Regions from separate parts of the Mus musculus genome. Here region 2 is linked to region 1. Evidence: chromatin contacts called from public Micro-C data. All regions are on one chromosome and are shown on one strand. The core of a region is the stretch at or near the end of the contact, and the rest is flanking DNA. Distances in the headings are between cores, read along the strand shown. Region 1 holds the start of Ccdc160 (coiled-coil domain containing 160). Region 2 holds the start of C430049B03Rik (RIKEN cDNA C430049B03 gene).

The links. A called contact is a pair of places that touch in the nucleus more often than the background predicts.
Region 2: a contact with region 1 is called in a Micro-C map of embryonic stem cells, with 2.2 times the contacts expected there. The contact joins the promoter of C430049B03Rik here to the promoter of Ccdc160 in region 1. A contact is called at or near these places in 3 of 39 promoter capture datasets (embryonic stem cells, liver and stem cell-derived epiblast-like cells) and 1 of 484 Hi-C or Micro-C datasets (embryonic stem cells).

Annotation. Positions count from the first base shown.
Region 1 is chrX:52,788,036-52,793,405 of GRCm38.p6, forward strand. It overlaps Ccdc160 (coiled-coil domain containing 160), which reads left to right and starts at 3,165. Exons shown (of 2, transcript NM_001034059.1): 1 at 3,165-3,290.
Region 2 is chrX:53,055,040-53,060,409 of GRCm38.p6, forward strand. It overlaps C430049B03Rik (RIKEN cDNA C430049B03 gene), which reads right to left and starts at 2,151. Exons shown (of 4, transcript NR_038185.1): 1 at 1,959-2,151; 2 at 1,619-1,730; 3 at 1,103-1,125; 4 at 1-451.

The DNA of each region.
Region 1 (5,370 bases), core at 1,915-4,414:
AAAGGAGACAGTCACATGAAGACAAAATAGATACATAGAGAGAACACACTGTGAACACAGGCAGAGATTGGAATGATACATCCAGAGGCCAAGGAAGGCCAAGGATTACTGATAACAGCCAAGACCTAGGAGAAACAGAATCTCCCTCAGAGCCTCTGAAAAGAAGCAGCCTTGTATGACCTTGGCTTTGTTCTTTTGTGCATTGAAAACAGTGAGAGAATAAGTATCTATTGTTTTAAGCCTCTCACTTCGAGATAGTTTGCTACAGCAACCCTGAGAAATAGACGCAGTGAGCAAGTCTAGAAGCAGTTTGGTGAGTGCAATAGTTCGGTGAAGAAATCACAGGCACCAGGATCCGAGTGAATGATGATGGAGACAAAACAGTAAGAAACAGGTTCTAGATTCATTGTGAAAGTACAGCTCACATACTATGCTGAGATATGAGATGTGGGGTATGATTAACGTTATCTATTATTGTCATTACCTACATTAATGTTTAGAGACTTATGTATGTACAATACAGGTCTATAAGTTTACATATTTTCATTGGTCGGACTATCACAAGTTTGGGGCTGCTGAAACTAGAATTATTTTATACGGCCTGCTTTGCTATGCTATCAGAAAGTAAATCACGTTGGTTCTCTGAACCTTAGTATCCTACATGGTAAAATGAGAAGGCTGGGTTCCATTGCATGATTTGTAATTCACTTATTATCAAGCCAAGTGCCTTGTCACCTCAGTACCGGAAAAGGTTACAGCGGACAGTAAACTGGTGTTTAACTTTCATATTCGTCTAAGATGGTTGTAGTATTGAAAAATGAAATTTTCTGTCCCCATAATTCTTGACTGTTTGCCATTTGATACTTCTAGGACATGAAGGAGTAAGACACATTTGAAACACAGACCAAGGTAATCTTCTCCCATCCTCCCCACCCTCCCCCCAACCTCAGCTCCACCAGGAATATAGTAATAGGGTGGAATTACTTTAAAAGATTTGCAACTTCACATGAAATAAAGGTTTGGCATGATTGATCTTAAGATTCCAAATCCTGTTTTCCATCAGTGTAGTCATATTTACATTTTTTAGGATAGTAATGGAATTATGGAGCAAGATAATGATAGCCACAATTTTTTTCCTGGGGGAGTTACTTCGTCCTGTGCTGTTCTAAGGACTTGAAACTGATTAATTCACTCTTCACAGAACTCTTATGAGTGAGATACAACTACTTCCATTGCGCAAATGGGGAATCTAACACATAGAGCAATCAAGAAAGACTCCTTTATTTTATTAGTAATGGATGCCATAGCAAGCAGAAGTAAATGGAGCCCTTTGAAGACAAGGAAAGCCACTGATTAAAAACGGGGCAATTTGGAAATTTAGTATCAAGAAGCTCATGGAATCCCACAGGCCAATTCTGTCAGGGTCTTTAATAAAACACACAGTGACATGAGACATCTACCTTGTTGACTTTGGTTCTCTAAGGAGGCAAAGGCAGCCAGAGAACAGGGCCTGGGGGCATCTGAATGCAGCCTTGCCGGTTCCCAGACACCTGTTAGATCCGGTTCCCAAGGTTTGAATTTTCAAAAAGTAGCTCCGGTATTGTTCCCAAGTCACTCACCTGTTAGGTCTTTTAAATTAGATTGTAACTTTTAAAATGAACTTAAACCATCTTTCCCTGGAGACCCCAGAGCCGTCATTTCCCTTTCTTTCTCTTGCTATCTGGTGCCCGCAAAACCCCGTGTTTCACAGCCTCCAGTCTCAGCCCGGCATGGGCTATAAAATTTACACTGTGCAACCGACTAATCAAAGCCTGAGGAGACCATTTATTTGTTCCACAAAATAGCATGTTTAGAATAAATAATATGATTAAGGAGGCGGGGTTTTGTCACCCAAGAAACCCCTCGAAAGTTGTGAGGAAGCTTTAAAACTTAAAGAGAAAATTTGGGTGACTGGGGAAAGCGAGTGATTTTTTTTTTCCATTTTTTATTAGGTATTTAGCTCATTTACATTTCCAATGCTATACCAAAAGTCCCCCATATCCACCCACCCCCACTCCCCTGCCCACCCACTCCCCCTTTTTGGCCCTGGTGTTCCCCTGTACTGGGGCATATAAAGTTTGCAAGTCCAATGGGCCTCTCTTTCCAGTGATGGCCGACTAGGCCATCTTTTGATATATATGCAGCTAGAGTCAAGAGCTCCGGGGTACTGGTTAGTTCATAATGTTGTTCCACCTATAGGGTTGCAGATCCCTTTAGCTCCTTGGCTACTTTCTCTAGCTCCTCCATTGGGAGCCCTATGATCCATCCATTAGCTGACTGTGAGCATCCACTTCTGTGTTTGCTAGGCCCCGGCATAGTCTCACAAGAGACAGCTACATCTGGGTCCTTTCAATAAAATCTTGCTAGTGTATGCAATGGTGTCAGCGTTTGGATGCTGATTATGGGGTGGAGTGATTTTTTTTTTTAACCCTTGAGTATAGTGTAAACTAGTTGTCCTCAACGTTTTTACATTCAAATGGGTTCAAGAACAACTTAGGCAAATTCTTGAGTGATAAATGGAGACAATATGGATGGAGAGACAGGCCTCATTTTTTACACAGGTAGAGCCAGGTTCTGACTCAAGGTTCTTTTTAGTGCTTTGCCTAATGTAGAACTTCTGGCTAAGCCATTGGACTGACCTTCGACAGGTACATAAGGTAGAGATGGGGATATGATGCAACTCCCACATTATTAGCAACCCTGACTCCAACCTAAGGTCTTCCAAAGCGAATCCTCCATAACATCCTGTTACTAAATACCAAATCTAGGGGATTAACCCTATGCAACTGCCTCTCCATTTCTCCACAGTCGGTGGTCACATAGCCTTGAGAATCTCCCACATCTAGTCTAATAGTCCCAGCGGTGCATGGGTTTGCCTAGCATTTTCTTGACCTTTCCTATTCTGACTCAGCGTCTTCTCCCTGCTTTCCTATCTCTTGCCTGGCAGAAGCCACCACAGTGGCCGCCCTACCGGGCATGCTCAGTGCTCTGGTCCGGCCTTGACTCCCTGACTAGCAGCAGTACTCAACCTGCAGCGACCGGTTCCTTCAGTGCCCGGTCCCTTTAAATCCATCCGCCTGGTTGCTAGGCAACAGTGCGGCCCGCGCTGGAGCTGCACTGCAGAGGCTCTGCCCCGGGCCAGCCTGGCCGGGTCGTGGTGGCTAGCACTGAACAAGGGGCTGCCTCCTGTCGGTAGTGACCGGCTTCGGGGAAGAGTGGACAGGGCTCTCCAACCGCACCCGCGCTTCCAGGTATGTCTGTGTAAGGGACATCCCGGGTTCCCCTGGCGCGCCCCTCTTTACCCCCTGACTCTCCCAGCAAGAGGGCGGAAAACCAAGGAAGTCCCAGCAGCAGGTTTTTTTTTTTTTCTCTTGAGAGCCCCAGGCTGGAGCTAGCGTGTGTTTGGAAAGAAAAGAAACAGGGCGTGGGAAAGGGGTTGTGGACAGAGAAGTGGGGTCAAGCTTATCCATTCACCCACTAGCTACAGGATCTGGACTGGGAGGTGAAAAGAGTCACCTGCAGTGGGGGTTCTAACAACATCTTGTTCCTGGCCACCTTCTTTTCCATAGAAGCAAGGATGGCAGGAGTTTCAGTTAACCATTCACAGAGAAAAATCCCCAAACTATGCATATAAAGATACAGCTTTATAGCAAGAATGTGACTCCCATAGTAATAAAGTCTAAGCCTTGGGAACTCAGGGGACTCCGTATCTTTTCTTCAAGAAGGGATAATTTCACACTAATAACAAAGAATTGAGGATCATAGCCACACACAGTGCTGAGTTTTCGGTGGCACTTTGTTTCTCTCTCCATATTGCCTAAACAATAGAAGGGACATTCTGTCCAGGGAAGTGGGCACTTGACCCATATGTTAGAACCCTGAAAGATGAAAGCAAAAAAAAAAAAAAAAAAAAAGCGGGACCATTTCTCTGTGTCATGTTTTTACAAATTAACTCTACTCGAAGGAGGGAAGCCAGGCCTAGGTTCCAGCCCTGTGACTCTTGGTAGGCACATTGTAATCAGCAAGCTTCTGTCTCCACCACAGGTGGCTTGTCTGTTCAATACATGCTCAGGGTAAAGAGATAACCGTGGTGAATGCAGTATCAGTGTGGTTCTTGCCCCACTTGACATTTGTATTGCCCGAGGAAGGAAGACGGTAGCATAACACTTGGAAAAATGGGCTGAAAACTTAGAAAGAGAAATGACTTCTGTCTGGTGCCACATTGCAGATAGACCCACAGACATTGTAGGTGTAGCATCTGTGACTTGAATGGACACTTCAGAGAATAACATGGGTTTGGGACATTCTTTAAATTATATTTCCTGTAGGGAGGTGGGGGTGGTGGTGGTGAACTGTTTTTTCCAGCTCAAGCTGGAGGAGACCAGTGACATCCGGTCTAAGACCTTGGACCTCAGGAAGGGTAAGTACAGTTGTTCTGGTTGTTATCTCATCCTGGGAGTTCAGAAGCTCAGAGTCTTGCCCAACATAAACCTTCAACTTTGTAAGCAAAGCATCACTCATCCCTGTCAGCACGCTTCCAAGACGGCCTCATAAACGTTCAAAAGAAAAGTGCCCTGAAGACTTGAGCTAAGTCAAATAAACTTCAGGGGAAACATGAAAGCCCTTGCCTTAAAATGTCATCCCGCGAAGTTCGTAAGCTAGGGAGGACAGTAGAGATTTTCCTTTTTCCTTCTTAAAAACAAAACCCCAAAATAACTCAGTTAAAAATCATTGTTACCAGATACCAGTGTGACCAATATACTTAGCTTCAGGTCTCAATGCTCACCGATGGTAACAGAAAAAGGGAATATGACAGATAGATGTGAAGTGGGGGAGAAAAATGAATTTACTTAATAGTTTTGGAGAGAAAAATCTCTGCTTTTCCCAAACAAAGCCAGTGTGACAGGTTCTAGACACAGCAGGGAATCTCCATATGTAGATTTAGCTGTGAGCCCCAGGTTACTGCTGTCAGGGATCAGAGTGCTTGAGGAGGGCCATTTGCTGTTAACCACCTGTGAAGTAGGTTCCTTATCCCGGTTCCTTACCTTAAGAATCTGCAGCTTCCGGGAAGGCGAGTCTTGAGCGGTTCTGAAAGGTGAGCAGCAGCGTAGCTTGCCACAACCTGCACTTAACCCTTTCTCCAGATTTCCCCTTTCTAGCCTGCCCTCAATGTTGTCTAGTAAGGCATAGCTGGGGCTGCACACAGCTCACTTGGGGTTTCATTTTGTTACTGAGTGGTTTTTTACAACCTAGTGAAAGAGGCTGGGGAATGAAAAAGGTACCCTCAAGGAACCAGGTCAGAATCTTCTGCTTCCTGCCGGAAAGCAACGG
Region 2 (5,370 bases), core at 901-3,400, 270 kb after region 1:
ACATGAGCAACAAGTTACATTCATTTCCTTGTTTAAACAAAGCATTCAGGAAAGCACAAAAACCATCCTTTAGTCCTTAACCACAAACCTAATAACTAAAACAACAAAACTACAGTGCCTTTGAAAGCAAAAAACATTCTGTATACAAATTTCCTGTATTCTCATTTAAAATTATGTCCGTTTTTCGAAACTAGTACAATGAATGCTGGGTCCTTTTAATTAATTAATAAAATATACAGAGTATGTAATTAAACTAAATACAAAATTCCTAACATAACAGATAATGATCCAGTGCTAACATATGCATTGCTTAGGTCATGATAAATAAAGCCATTAATAATAACAGCCCCACTCCTTAAGTTGGAATGAAAATTCCGTCTTTTCTTGGCTATATTACAAGTCATTTTTACATGGACACGGAATTGTGGAGGAAAAAACCATCGATGGTCACCTTTAAAAAGAGGAGAGAGAAAAGCCGTGTTTAGTAAAGATACAATTATACTTTAAAGATACGTATTTTTCTCCCAATTTAACTTTATGTCCCACACAAATGTCACATCAGAGATTGCAATTCCTCTTAATTTAACATTTCCTTAGTTGACTACTCATAAAAACAAAATTCATTCGAGATAACATCATCAAAAACGAAGGTCTTACTAGATAATTTTGTTAACGAATACACTGGAATCAAATTCATCTCTAGATTATCCTTCATCCATTTCTTTTCTTCCCATCACTCTACAACGACTTATATCCTTAAAAAGCCATCTCACTCCCTGGGTTTGTGTATTTCCCCTTGGGCTTAACTTTACTTACGAAAAGAGAGCACAAAGAGATGTCTGGTCACTTCTAGAGAGGGTCATTCGCTGATACAATAGACAAAGAATCAATACTTTAGGGTTACCATGGCCCCACCCACTTCAGAACCACGACGGGTCAAAATGGCCCCACCCACTTCAGAACTGCGAAGGGTTTGGCCAAATGATTTAAGAGCCAAAGACTAAGCCTCTTCCTCTCTTCCCAGTTGAGAACGTTTTGTCTTTTAATGTTGCAGATGCCATGCGCCCCCACACCCAAAACATGATGCACAGGTCCTCCGCACCTTCCAGCCAAACTTTTCCAATACTGGAAAAAAAAAAAAAACAACTAAACAACCTTGAAAAGTTTTAATTAGCGAGAGACAATGGAAAACGAATTTTACGGTTCTTTCCAGGACATTCTTTACTGCTTACAAATGAGTGGCCCAAAGTCCCATTTACAGTCTGTCAAAACTAGTTGCTCCCCACCCTGGCAAGGCTGACAGCCTGAGGCTGCCCGCCCCTCACTCATTTCTCTCTCCCCACCCCTCCCCGTTTACTCTTCTCAGTCCACTTTCTGAGAAGTTCCCTGGCCACACTCACTTGCTAGACATTTTAAAGATCTGTCCTCCCCCCACCACGACCCCCGGACACGCTTTCCACCCCCACACCCCACCCAGCGCGACGCATAACATTTTTTTGAGAATTATCCCCGTATCTGTTACAGTCTGTAGTGACCAGAGACATAGTTGGGGGCGGGGGGAGGCGGGCCAAAAAGTTCCCTTCCCCCTCGTTTTTTTCTTTTTTAGATTCTAAGTCACCTCTCACTCCACTCGAAAATGGCGCCGAAATCGTAGAACTTCTTAAATTTCATTGTAAGCTTTTTGCAAAGGTTTCTGGGATTTTCCTGCGAAGCTGCTCCTCAGCGTCGACCTAGAAAACAAGCCGGGGAAGCTAGAGAGAGGAAGGAAAAGGCGGGCGGGGAGGCGGACAGACAGACGGACAGCGAGAGAGAAAGGGCGGAGGGGTGTGGCGAGGTTGTGAGGTTAGAAGAGCGAGTCGCGGAGACTTGGGAGGGCGCGAGGTGGCGGTGGTGCGGGACATCGAGGGACAGAGGGACGGACAGCCGGGGAACCGGGGTTCGCGGGGCGAGGGGCTCACAGAGAGGCGTGGCGGAGAAGAACCGGAGCCGGGACGGAGCTGGGCTGGAACCGGGCTGGAATCGGGCTGGAACCGGGCTGGAATCGGGCTGGAATCCGGCTGGAATCGGGTTGGAGCGGTGCTGGAGCCGGCGGAGCTGGCGGAGTTGGGCTGGAGCCGAGCGCACCCCAAGAGGCGAGCGGGAGCAGCCAGCGCCCAGTGGTCCGCAGCAGCCCTAGAAAAAGCCGGCCCGGGGGGCGTGGCCATGCGCTGCTCCGCGCCCCGCCCAACCATTCGCCCGCTCGCTCGGAGGCCCCGGAGCGGAAGGGGGGAGGGGGGAGGCCGTGCGGACACGCAGAGCCACAGCCTTGGCCTGCAGCCAGGAAGGGCCGGGAAGGACACGGGGAGCCTGGAGTGGCCACGTACAGAGAGCCTCATAGCCGCGGGTGCAGGAGACAAAAACCAGGGAGAAAGGGGAAAGGGGAAAAGCGGGAAGGGAAGCAACCAAGCTCCAGCTCAAAGACCCATGCCACAAATGACACTCTAAAGTCACTAGGGCCCAAGTCTTTGGGGCTACCAGGAGGGTACAGGGCGGCTAAGCCAAGCCTCTTAGGACTATTTTTCTTGGGGGTGCCTGAAACAGGATGAGGAAACAAGGGACCCTCAGATTGCAGAAGGGAAGTGCTAGGCGCGCGAGTGTGCCCAGGCTCTGTTGAGTCTTCTGTGCTCTGGCCTCTCTGCCAAACTCTCCCTCAGGTAGAGGACTCCCTTAGGTCCTGGCGGTCCACTTTAGGGGTGGGCATGACACTGAGGCAGGGAACGACAGTTTACTTATACATGTCCAGTCCAAGAAGGAAAGTCTTTACTACTTAAGTTTTGAGTCTGGAGTAGGGAAAGAAAGGGAGTCTTTCTTCTGTATGCTGGATATCTTTAGGGACGGCGCTGTTTACCAGGGAGGTATGAGAACGGTGTTGAAGTTAATAGCAGGGTGTCCAGGGTGACAAGAACTGTGCCTAAGTGTAAAGAGATGAAGTATAAGAGTGATTATGATTTTCAAATGATGCCGCTGACCCAGACAGGCACTCAGAGAGAAGGGGGAACGGGAATGGATTTCAAGGAGCTAACATGAGGTTGCATCTGGGTGGGGAGTCAATAGTCTTTCATTGCACCGCGTTCGCAACTTTCTTGTATATTTGCAAAACGTCACAATAACACAAAGCTGGAAAAACCAGGCATGGTAGCACATGGACCAGTAGAGTCCAGCACTCGGAGGAGGCAGGAGAAACAGAAGTTTAAGGGCGTCCTTGGCTACATAGCAAGTTCGAGGACAGTCTGAGCTTTGTGAAAGACTCAAAAAAAAAAAAAAATCTGGGAGAAATCCCTTATAAAATAGAGCCTGGATGTTAAAAAATAAATAAATAAACTCAGCGTCTCTCTTCCCACCTTTCTTGGGTTGCAGACATCTTTGAGAGAGTGGGATGTAAACTCAGATAGGATTTGGACGGGAAGGGTTTCGCTGGCCTGCAGCAGCTTACACACCCGGGCTCCAAAAGAGACCACAGGGGCAGGTGGAGTGCTGGGTACAAGGCGCTATGTGGGAGCTACTTAGCGCGTTCACTCCGTGACTCTGAAGGAGAGGCTGTTGCCTTAGCAGCTCTTGGCTAAACCTCTACTCCAGCCACCTCTTGTCTAGTCTGGGACTTAGTGGGTTCCTTGGCGCCCTTGACTAGCGAGGACATCTGGGCGTCTGCGAATATCCAGCAGTTGAGCAGCACGCTGGTAGCTGCGGTGCAGCCGCGGGGTCCTCCATGCTCCCAGAGTCAAGCCTAAGTTTTATTTCAGAGGGTAGAAGGCGTGCGGGATAGTTTGGAACCTCAGGAGGGAGCGGGGACAACTACAACAAAACCCACCAGGTGTCAAGAAAAAAAAAGGGGGGGGGGCAATTGCAAAACGGGTAACACATGCGAAAACGGCAGGCAGATACTAAAATCACGGATTCTGAATTCCGCGGTGCTCAGCGCTGCAGTTTCTTGCGCTACTCAACTCTCGCTGTATTTCTATATTTTTACTGTGATACTTCTTCGAGGTTGATCTCATAATCGTGAGTTTTGCGAAAATGATCGCAAAGTTTCAAGGCTTTGCTACAATCGTGTGACCTTAGGCTGATGACTGGGGCTTATTTTCGTTGTTTTTGTTTTGTTTTGTTTTTCTTTCTGGGTTTGGAGGGTGAGAAGACAGGAGGGTAGAGTCTTTCAGGATCTGTAAAACTGTGGGGAGAAATTAGCCAAAAAGATTTTTACAGAACAAGATTTTCTTTTCAGGAAAGAGCTCTCTCTCTCTCTCTCTCTCTCTCTCTCTCTCTCTCTCTCTCTCTCTCTCTGTTCTACGGATAATTTCAGATAGTTTCAGTGTGCACTTAAAACTATTATTAGGACCTACAATTTTTCTATTAATATCTTCACAACACTTTGTGGACCAGACTGAAAGTTTGCCGACCAGCCAGGCGTGACTGACCACGCGGCGACTAAATCCTCGGCTAGATCATTCATAGAGCTCCAGTGTCCTTGGGCTGCGATGCTTTCTTTGGGTTTTTAAGGTTCAGCCTGGTGGGTCAGTTTGTTTGGATTCCTGCACATAAACATTAATTTTCCTACATAAATACCAGAAGATTCCAGCGCTGGGAGATGAAAGATGAATTTGTGACAGGTCTTCTGAAGAAAAATGGCAAGGGCTTTCTTTATTAAACTCCCTTTGCTACATCAGCATATTAAGAGAGCCAGCTGAATATTGATGAATTCTTTGAGGCTGAGTAATATGGCTACAGGCCCAAGAAAGCTAGGGGGGCAGGCTTAAGTATTTACTCAAGTGAACAATCTTCAAATATTTTTTCAAAGATGGCGTCTTAAGGATTTTCTTAGAACATCTGTAGTAAGCCCTGTTCTGCAAATGCCTTCTCACATATTAGGCCCTTCTTGCCTGCCCGAGATAAAAATCTAAAAATCGCCCTAAAAAAGTGGCCTGAAGGTCACCTTGGGATTAAAAAGGGGGACACAGCTCACTAACCAGAATGCTAAGGAGCTTCCAACAGGGGAGTCAGGCATTTCTCACTGGGCAACTAGGAACCAGAAAGAAAAAGCACGGCCTGTAATCCCTTCTCCCTCCTAAAATACTGGTTTAAAGCAATTATTTTCTGAAAAACATGTAAGTTTTTCTATCTACCCCCCCCCAGTAACAGTCAGAAATTACCTTGATAAATAACTGTAGCTATTGAGGGAGGAGAGGGTGTAGCAGCAGTTTGAAGGGTCTTGGGTGCAGCTGTGAAAAATAAATCACCCTTAAACTGAAACATTCGATTTGAGATACTACGCGCAACAAGGCATTTGGAATAATTTGGGAGGGGGGGGGAATACCTTTTTGGAAACAATTTTTGACT